Regions from separate parts of the Mus musculus genome. Here region 2 is linked to region 1. A link is a contact called in public Hi-C data. All regions are on one chromosome and are shown on one strand. Each heading gives the region's core, a stretch centred on a gene start, on an enhancer-like site or on the middle of the called end of the contact. The rest is flanking DNA. Distances are from core to core; before and after follow the strand shown. Region 1 overlaps Alk (anaplastic lymphoma kinase). Region 2 overlaps Alk (anaplastic lymphoma kinase).

Region 1 (3,279 bases), core at 372-2,871:
GGCTTCAAGGCTTTTATTATTAACCACTGTGTTGTACTGTCTCCTTGATGTACATCAAGTTCAATAAACAGAACCAACATCTATCTGTCCCTATCTTTTAAACTGTTTGCTAAACAACGGGCAGGATATTTATTGTTCCTTGAAGGGAGGAATAATGCCCTACACATCTTTTATTGCCTCCTTCACAGTTGACACCGCATTTGGCAAATAGGTACGTGTCAGCATATGCTTGAAGACAAAATACCTAACCCAATTGCAGGACCCTGGCTCTGCTCTCAGTTCTAAAATGTGTATTCATAAACCTTCAAGCAACCAGTCACAGAAAGGACGAGCGACTAAATGAGTCATGAGACATCTTCCTTCCTTCTTCACACGTCACTGCAGAGTTGTCTACTGATAACCTAGCTTTAGTCAGACTCCCGGCCAACCCTCTATTCTAAACACACCCCTCAGGAACATTTCTGTATCTCTCTTCTGGTTTGTTTCCTGTTGAATTTGTGCTGAATATTTCTGTTGAATATTACAAGGGCAACTGTGGCCACGGTGTGGTTGATGTGGGATCTTAAGTTCGGCGAAGGAGGAAATCAAGACATGCACACATACCATGCCAATGAACATGGGCTATTAAGTTCCTGCATCTGTTAGCAGATGGACATTTGTGGGCACAGCATGGTATGCAAAGCAGTTTTACTGCGTTCTCTTGCCTGACCTGCACAAATCACAGCAGGTGAGGACTGTGGATCATTCTGTCATTATACAGAAGCCAAGGAGCCTCTACCCAATGTGTAGAGGCTAAGATTGGGCTTTTATTCTGCCTGTTGGCTACTGCTGTTGGCTCTCACCTCCTCCGTACTGTCTTAACTCGTTGCTTATCAAAGTGAAGGCCTCATTCCCACCACTGCTAAAACAACAGAATCAGGCATGCATTGTAGGACAGGATTACCTCCTCTTAAGAATAATTCAGATGCAGTTTCTTCAATATACTTTCAATAATTTGTAGTAATAGGAAGTTATACCTTAAATGATCTTAGAGGGGCTTGGCAAGATGGCTAACAGATCACGGCACTTGCCGTGCAAGCCCGATGGCCTGAGTTTGCTCTCCGAAAGGCACACTAAAGTGGAAGAAGAAAAGGAACTCCACAGAGTTGTCCCCTGACTTCTACACACACATGTGCACATACATAGTAATACTAATAAAACAGTATTTTCACAAAGGTCTTAGAAAGTCAGACCCACAACTCCAGTTTCTCTCTAGAATATTTTAAACTAGAAAAAAATAAAATGATGCCCAGAAACATTATATAACTGCTTTCCTTGGATGACACAGGGAACATAATCAAGGCTTTAACATATCTAACATGCAAGTGTTTTATAAAGCACTGTCAGCTAATGCCAGAAGAACGATCAATGTCCTCGCTTGCACGCAGGGGGAACCTTAAAGTCTCTCAAGTCCAAGTCTCCACCAATGCAGGAGAAGGCAGGTCTTTCCTTGTGGGCTTTCCCATCTGACTCCAGCTCCATCCTTCAGCAGGAGATAACCATATGTCTCTACCATTCCCACAGAGCTTCCTGGGGGTGACTTCCACCGAATTTTGCTCAGTGTTCTCGGGAGCCCTCTATTGGCCTTCTGGGTAATAACAGGCAGCCTCTGCTTGGGGTTGTGTTCCCATGGTCCTAGGAAGCTGTACCAAACAACACAGGCTGTTCATTTAAGCGCTATCTGAAGCAGAAAGGGGAGGGAGGAAATCCATGCTTGCCAGATTCAAACAGGCAGAGCTGGCCGGGAAATAAACTTCCATTTTCTCAGCTTCCAAAAATACACATCAACACAAGTTAATCCCCACACAAAACTCTGCCCTGAATCAAAGGCTTGTCTGGTCTTTCTTGCCAGTGACTGCTCCCTCGTTCCTATCCGTGTTCTGACTCACCTTTGTCCTTTACTCTCACCCGAGGCAAGGGGACAGAGGACACCAACCATGCAGATCATGCCTTCTCCAACCCATCCTTCCTTTTTCTTTATCCCTCTTCCTTCCTCTTTGCTCTCTTTCCTTCTCTCTCTCTGTTCCAGTGAATTTCCATCAGGTGTTAGAAAGACGACCCCCAACTTAGAGCCTGCTGTTAGGAGTCTGAAATGCTAGGCTCCTGGGGTTAAGGTTCGAGGAGGATGATTCGCTTGTATGGAGGAGGGAGGGGTTTATTGGAAGGGTCCCTCGGGAATTCACATCCAGCTCAGGAAATCCGATGCTGGGAAGTGCATCTGAGTGTGGTTCTGCTCTACAGGGCCCTTGGATTCTTGAGCTGCAAGACACCCAACCACACCCACTTTCTTTGTTCCTTTTTGCTTATGATGTTGACCCCACCACCACCACTATACAAATGTTCATTCTCTAAGGAAAGGATTACAGTAAAGGAAGAGGCCCGAGGGAGGCAAGAGTGCGGTAGGTAGAGGATGTTTTAGGGAAGCACGGCCCGCTAGATTGGCAGCATGTAGGAGGCAAGATGATGGGTGAGGGCAAATAGGCTGTGGGAGGAGTCTCCGGCATGAGTTGTGATTAGGGGAACGACTGATTACATCATCCTCTTTGGTGCTCCTCACAGCATGGAGCACATGCTGGGGCTTACCACACAGGACAAGGGGAGACAGGAAGGAAGCCCTGCACAACCAGGGTTTGTTTATCTTCATCACTACACCAAGGAGACCATGGTGGTCTCAGCTACAGTGTGGTATTCCCTGAGACCCTGGAGTTGCAGAAACTTCCCTTTAAGGCCAACTCCGAGATCTCTCTTGCAGGAGGGAAGTGAGTGGCATCTGGGGCATGAGGCGCTCAGAAGTATTTGAGTGGCAGAATGCAGAGAGGAATGGGAACAATGGACCAGTGCTCCAGCACTAAGGATGGAGCAAATGAGAAGGGAGGGCGCATAGCTTCTCACCGCTATAACTGCATTGCAAGCATGGGGGAAGGGGAGGGAGCAGGAGTGGGAAGATTGTATGAGAAAGATGTTGAGGTTTGATACTCAAATAATGGTGATATTATGAGGTTGACTTCATGAAGAGGAGGTAAATGGGAGAGGAGTGGGTAGAGACAGGGCTCACAGGCTAGAGTCTCACTGCTCATCTCTACTAGATGGAATTAGATTGAAATGAAATTATATATAGTATTAATTTTCCCTGCTTATACTCACCTTCCAAACATATGTGTGTATGTCTGTCTATGCAATATGTATAATATTATATGTGTAATATAAATGTGTAATATATATGTATAATATTATAATATG
Region 2 (3,279 bases), core at 223-2,722, 65 kb after region 1:
TTAATTATTGAGGTATGAAGCATTTTCTGCTATGAAGGTGAAGGACTATCTTAAGAACTAAGAAATGCTCTTCACAATTTCAGCACTTTTGATGTTAATGAGGCATGACCTGCTGTTTCCGTGCGGAATCCTGAAGTGACAACGTAACAGGTGATCTTCTAACAACTTTTAACTGAGTCTCTTGTTTCTTTTCAATGAGATAAACTCTAATTGCAGAGATGATTAGATCCTGGTAGATTATAAGGAAAAGGAGCCACAAAACAAAGAAACTCTTCTATTAACAACAGTTAGGAGACAGAAGACACACAATAACATGTCCAGTGCTTTAAGAAATTCCCCACAGTGGACTCCGGAGCTGGGTACCCAGCCCAGAACTAACTACAGATTCTTTTCAAACACAAAGTAACCCTGTCCCCTTTCAGAATTACATGGATTAAGTCACAGTTACAATTCCTTTAAAAAAAAAAAGTCAAGCTCAGACTCAAACTGCTGCTTTTAATGCCTATTGAACAGCAGGCTGAATAGAGCACTACTCGAGGCTCAAGCATCAGAGCTCTGTCAGGGGTGTACGCGCAGTCAAAGCAAGGTAACTCTCCCTCTGTTTTAGCAACAGAACGTCATTAGTAAAATGAGGATAAGCGATACAAATAAGCACACACCTTAAAGTACTTTGTACTGAATCAAGAGAGGACATAATGATTTTGAGTCTATCTCTGGGAGTCTCCGTACCACGTTACTCAGATATGAAAAATGAAAACACAATTTTGGGGCTGCAAAACACTTTCTTGATGTTATCAACTGTTCTCATTACCTACCGGGAATCATTCACCACTTCTGTTCTGTCCTGACGTCTCACGTTTCTCTATTTCCCATTTTCTGTTCTCTGCGAGTGTAAACATCAGAACGTGTGATGATCCTTAAAAGGCCTCGTGGCTCTCACAGGCTAGAGTCTTCATGCAGATGAGGCTTAAGTCAGAATTATGTTTCTTGCCTAAATATTTAAGAACATAAATAATGTCTGGGCACCCTAGCTGTCATGTTAAGCTATTTGACATTTATTGTTCTGAGGAAAAGAAAGGTCAGATGTATCAAGTCTGCATTTCTGCTTCATGACATTTTTTTCCTCCTATACGCTTCCAAATTATAGTATTGAGGCTCATACCATGAAAGGGGTTAGGGGAGAAGGATAAGGAGAAAGAGAGGGTGAACAGGAAGAAGGGTTGAGAAGGGAAATCTTTACTCAACGCCTTTCTCACCTCACCTGCCCACCATGACATAGGCATGTTTAATACCTTCTGAGCTGGTCCCAGTGGCTGCATCCGTCTAGCAGAAGAGTGGGTACCAGGACCCTGGAGCATAAAGGGAAGGCAGCAACCATGGAAAAGAAAAATATGCATGGCTTCATGATCTATGTAGCATGACCTGTGGTCATACTTCATGGAGCAGATGGAAACCCTCTGGCCCCCACCCTTCCTTTCTGCATGGCTCTCTGCACACTTGTCTTCCTGTCTCAGAGAAGGTAGTCATGGTTTTCACTGAAGTTTCCCTGCCCGTGGTTTGGCACATTTGTACACTTAAGGTCAAAACAGGATATGCAGAATAACTGACTTGAGTCATTTTAAGGGTCCTAATGTTGAAGAGAGGATAGTACTTGTCAGTGGAGCTACAGCCCAGGTAACAGCAATGACATCGAGATTCTATTTGAGACTGAAACAGGCTGAGTTCAAACACTCCGTTCTACACTTACTGTGACCCTGAGCCTTAGTCTCTTTATGTTGGAAATCAGAAGTGATATCAAAACCAACCATACAGCATAACAGTATGGATTAAAATTAAGAACTGTGTCTAGCTGCTATGCTCAATATTAAGTGACAATGGAGTAGGATTTAGCTGTTGTTAGACATCTTCCCAACTACTCCGTGCAGCAGTCACAGGGGATAGAAGAACTCCATTTTGATGGAAGACTCCAGAAACAAGTGGATCTAGATGGAATGGTGCCCAAAAGCTCGGTGAGATTCTTCAATGAGCCAAACATGGTGTCACATATCTGAAAACGCTGTGCTCAGGAGGCTGGGGCAGAAGGAACTCAAGCTTGAAGCTAATGTGAACTCCTTGAGAAGACAATGCTCCCCCCCACCCCCAAAAAGAATAGAGTATAAGGACACATATTGCTATGTGTATGGAGTGCCATTAGGAAGGCTATTGCTTTATATGTTAACAAAAACAAATTCTATAATCTCTGTGCAAAATGATTTTGCTACAGAATTATCCCTTTCTGTCTAACACCTGTCTTTCCTTCTTTATAGTTTTCATCCTCCTGGTGTTAATATGAGGAGTCTGCCTCTAACACACTTTGCTTCATTCTGACCCACTATTCAACACAAAACACAGCCTTTCCACTGCTTCTGAAACACATGATTCCACAACACCCCTTGATAAGGAAGTTTCTCCACCTTTCTTAATAAACGCTCTTGCCAGTCGTAGCAGTAATTCTGTTCCACTGTGTGACTGTGAACTTTGCTGAAACTAAAATGTTATCCCTCTTTTGTCTTCCTTCTTCCTCTTCCTCCTCCTTCTGGAAAACCTATTTGCTTTCAATAATTAAACTGTCAAAATCAGGTAAATAGCTCCTATATCTATATACACCTTGAGTTCTCCCCTGTTGTAACTCTGTCCCACACAGCCATGTACATACCAGAAAATCTCATCTTCTCCAGATGCCCCCAGTAATTGTAATCATGCCAACCACTGCACCCTCAAAGCACATCCCTCTTTCCAATCACATTCTTCATCACCAATACCGCAGACTTCAAGGAAACCATATGAAAACCTTAGACTTGAACTCTTTCCTCCTGTTTCTCATGTAGTGAGTTATCACATCCCTCTGTGTTGTCTTCACTTCTGAGCTAGTACAACAGACTCTCGGGGCTCCTGCCTAGCGCCAGTTCTCCCTGGGATTTGGAAATATGTTTCCTGAGGAGTTTTCAGCTTGCACTCAACATGCTCTTTCCCAACTCCAGACCTAAATACTTTTTTTTTCTTTTTTTCATACTATATGTAAATGATAGACTAAATAAGCCATCCTCACATATAATTCATAATATTTGGTCCAGCACAGTTTCTCAGAACCCCAATACTCCAAAGATTTCTCAGCCCCTGAATAGTTATACTTTCTTAGACACACACACACACACACACACACACACACACACGGAGGGAGGGAGAGAGGAGAAGGGAAAGAAGAGAGGAAGAGAGAGACAGAGAGTCAGAGAGAGAGAC

What was found. A called contact is a pair of places that touch in the nucleus more often than the background predicts.
Region 2: a Hi-C map of the 63-12 cell line shows a contact between it and region 1, with 1.7 times the contacts expected there. The contact joins two enhancer-like sites. A contact is called at or near these places in 1 of 39 promoter capture datasets (the C10 cell line) and 5 of 484 Hi-C or Micro-C datasets (the 63-12 cell line, the C10 cell line, embryonic stem cells and 1 more).

What each region holds. Positions count from the first base shown.
Region 1 is chr17:72,520,955-72,524,233 of GRCm38.p6, forward strand. All of the region lies in intron 1 of Alk (anaplastic lymphoma kinase), which reads right to left. Among named protein-coding and RNA genes, the nearest start is that of Alk, 82 kb to the right of the region's middle. Within about 2 kb of position 1,622, at least 11 of the 459 cell types and tissues checked have an H3K27ac peak or open chromatin away from gene starts, as enhancers often do. A contact at or near this core is called in the 63-12 cell line, where this site is marked.
Region 2 is chr17:72,586,374-72,589,652 of GRCm38.p6, forward strand. All of the region lies in intron 1 of Alk (anaplastic lymphoma kinase), which reads right to left. Among named protein-coding and RNA genes, the nearest start is that of Alk, 16 kb to the right of the region's middle. Within about 2 kb of position 1,473, at least 9 of the 459 cell types and tissues checked have an H3K27ac peak or open chromatin away from gene starts, as enhancers often do. A contact at or near this core is called in the 63-12 cell line, where this site is marked.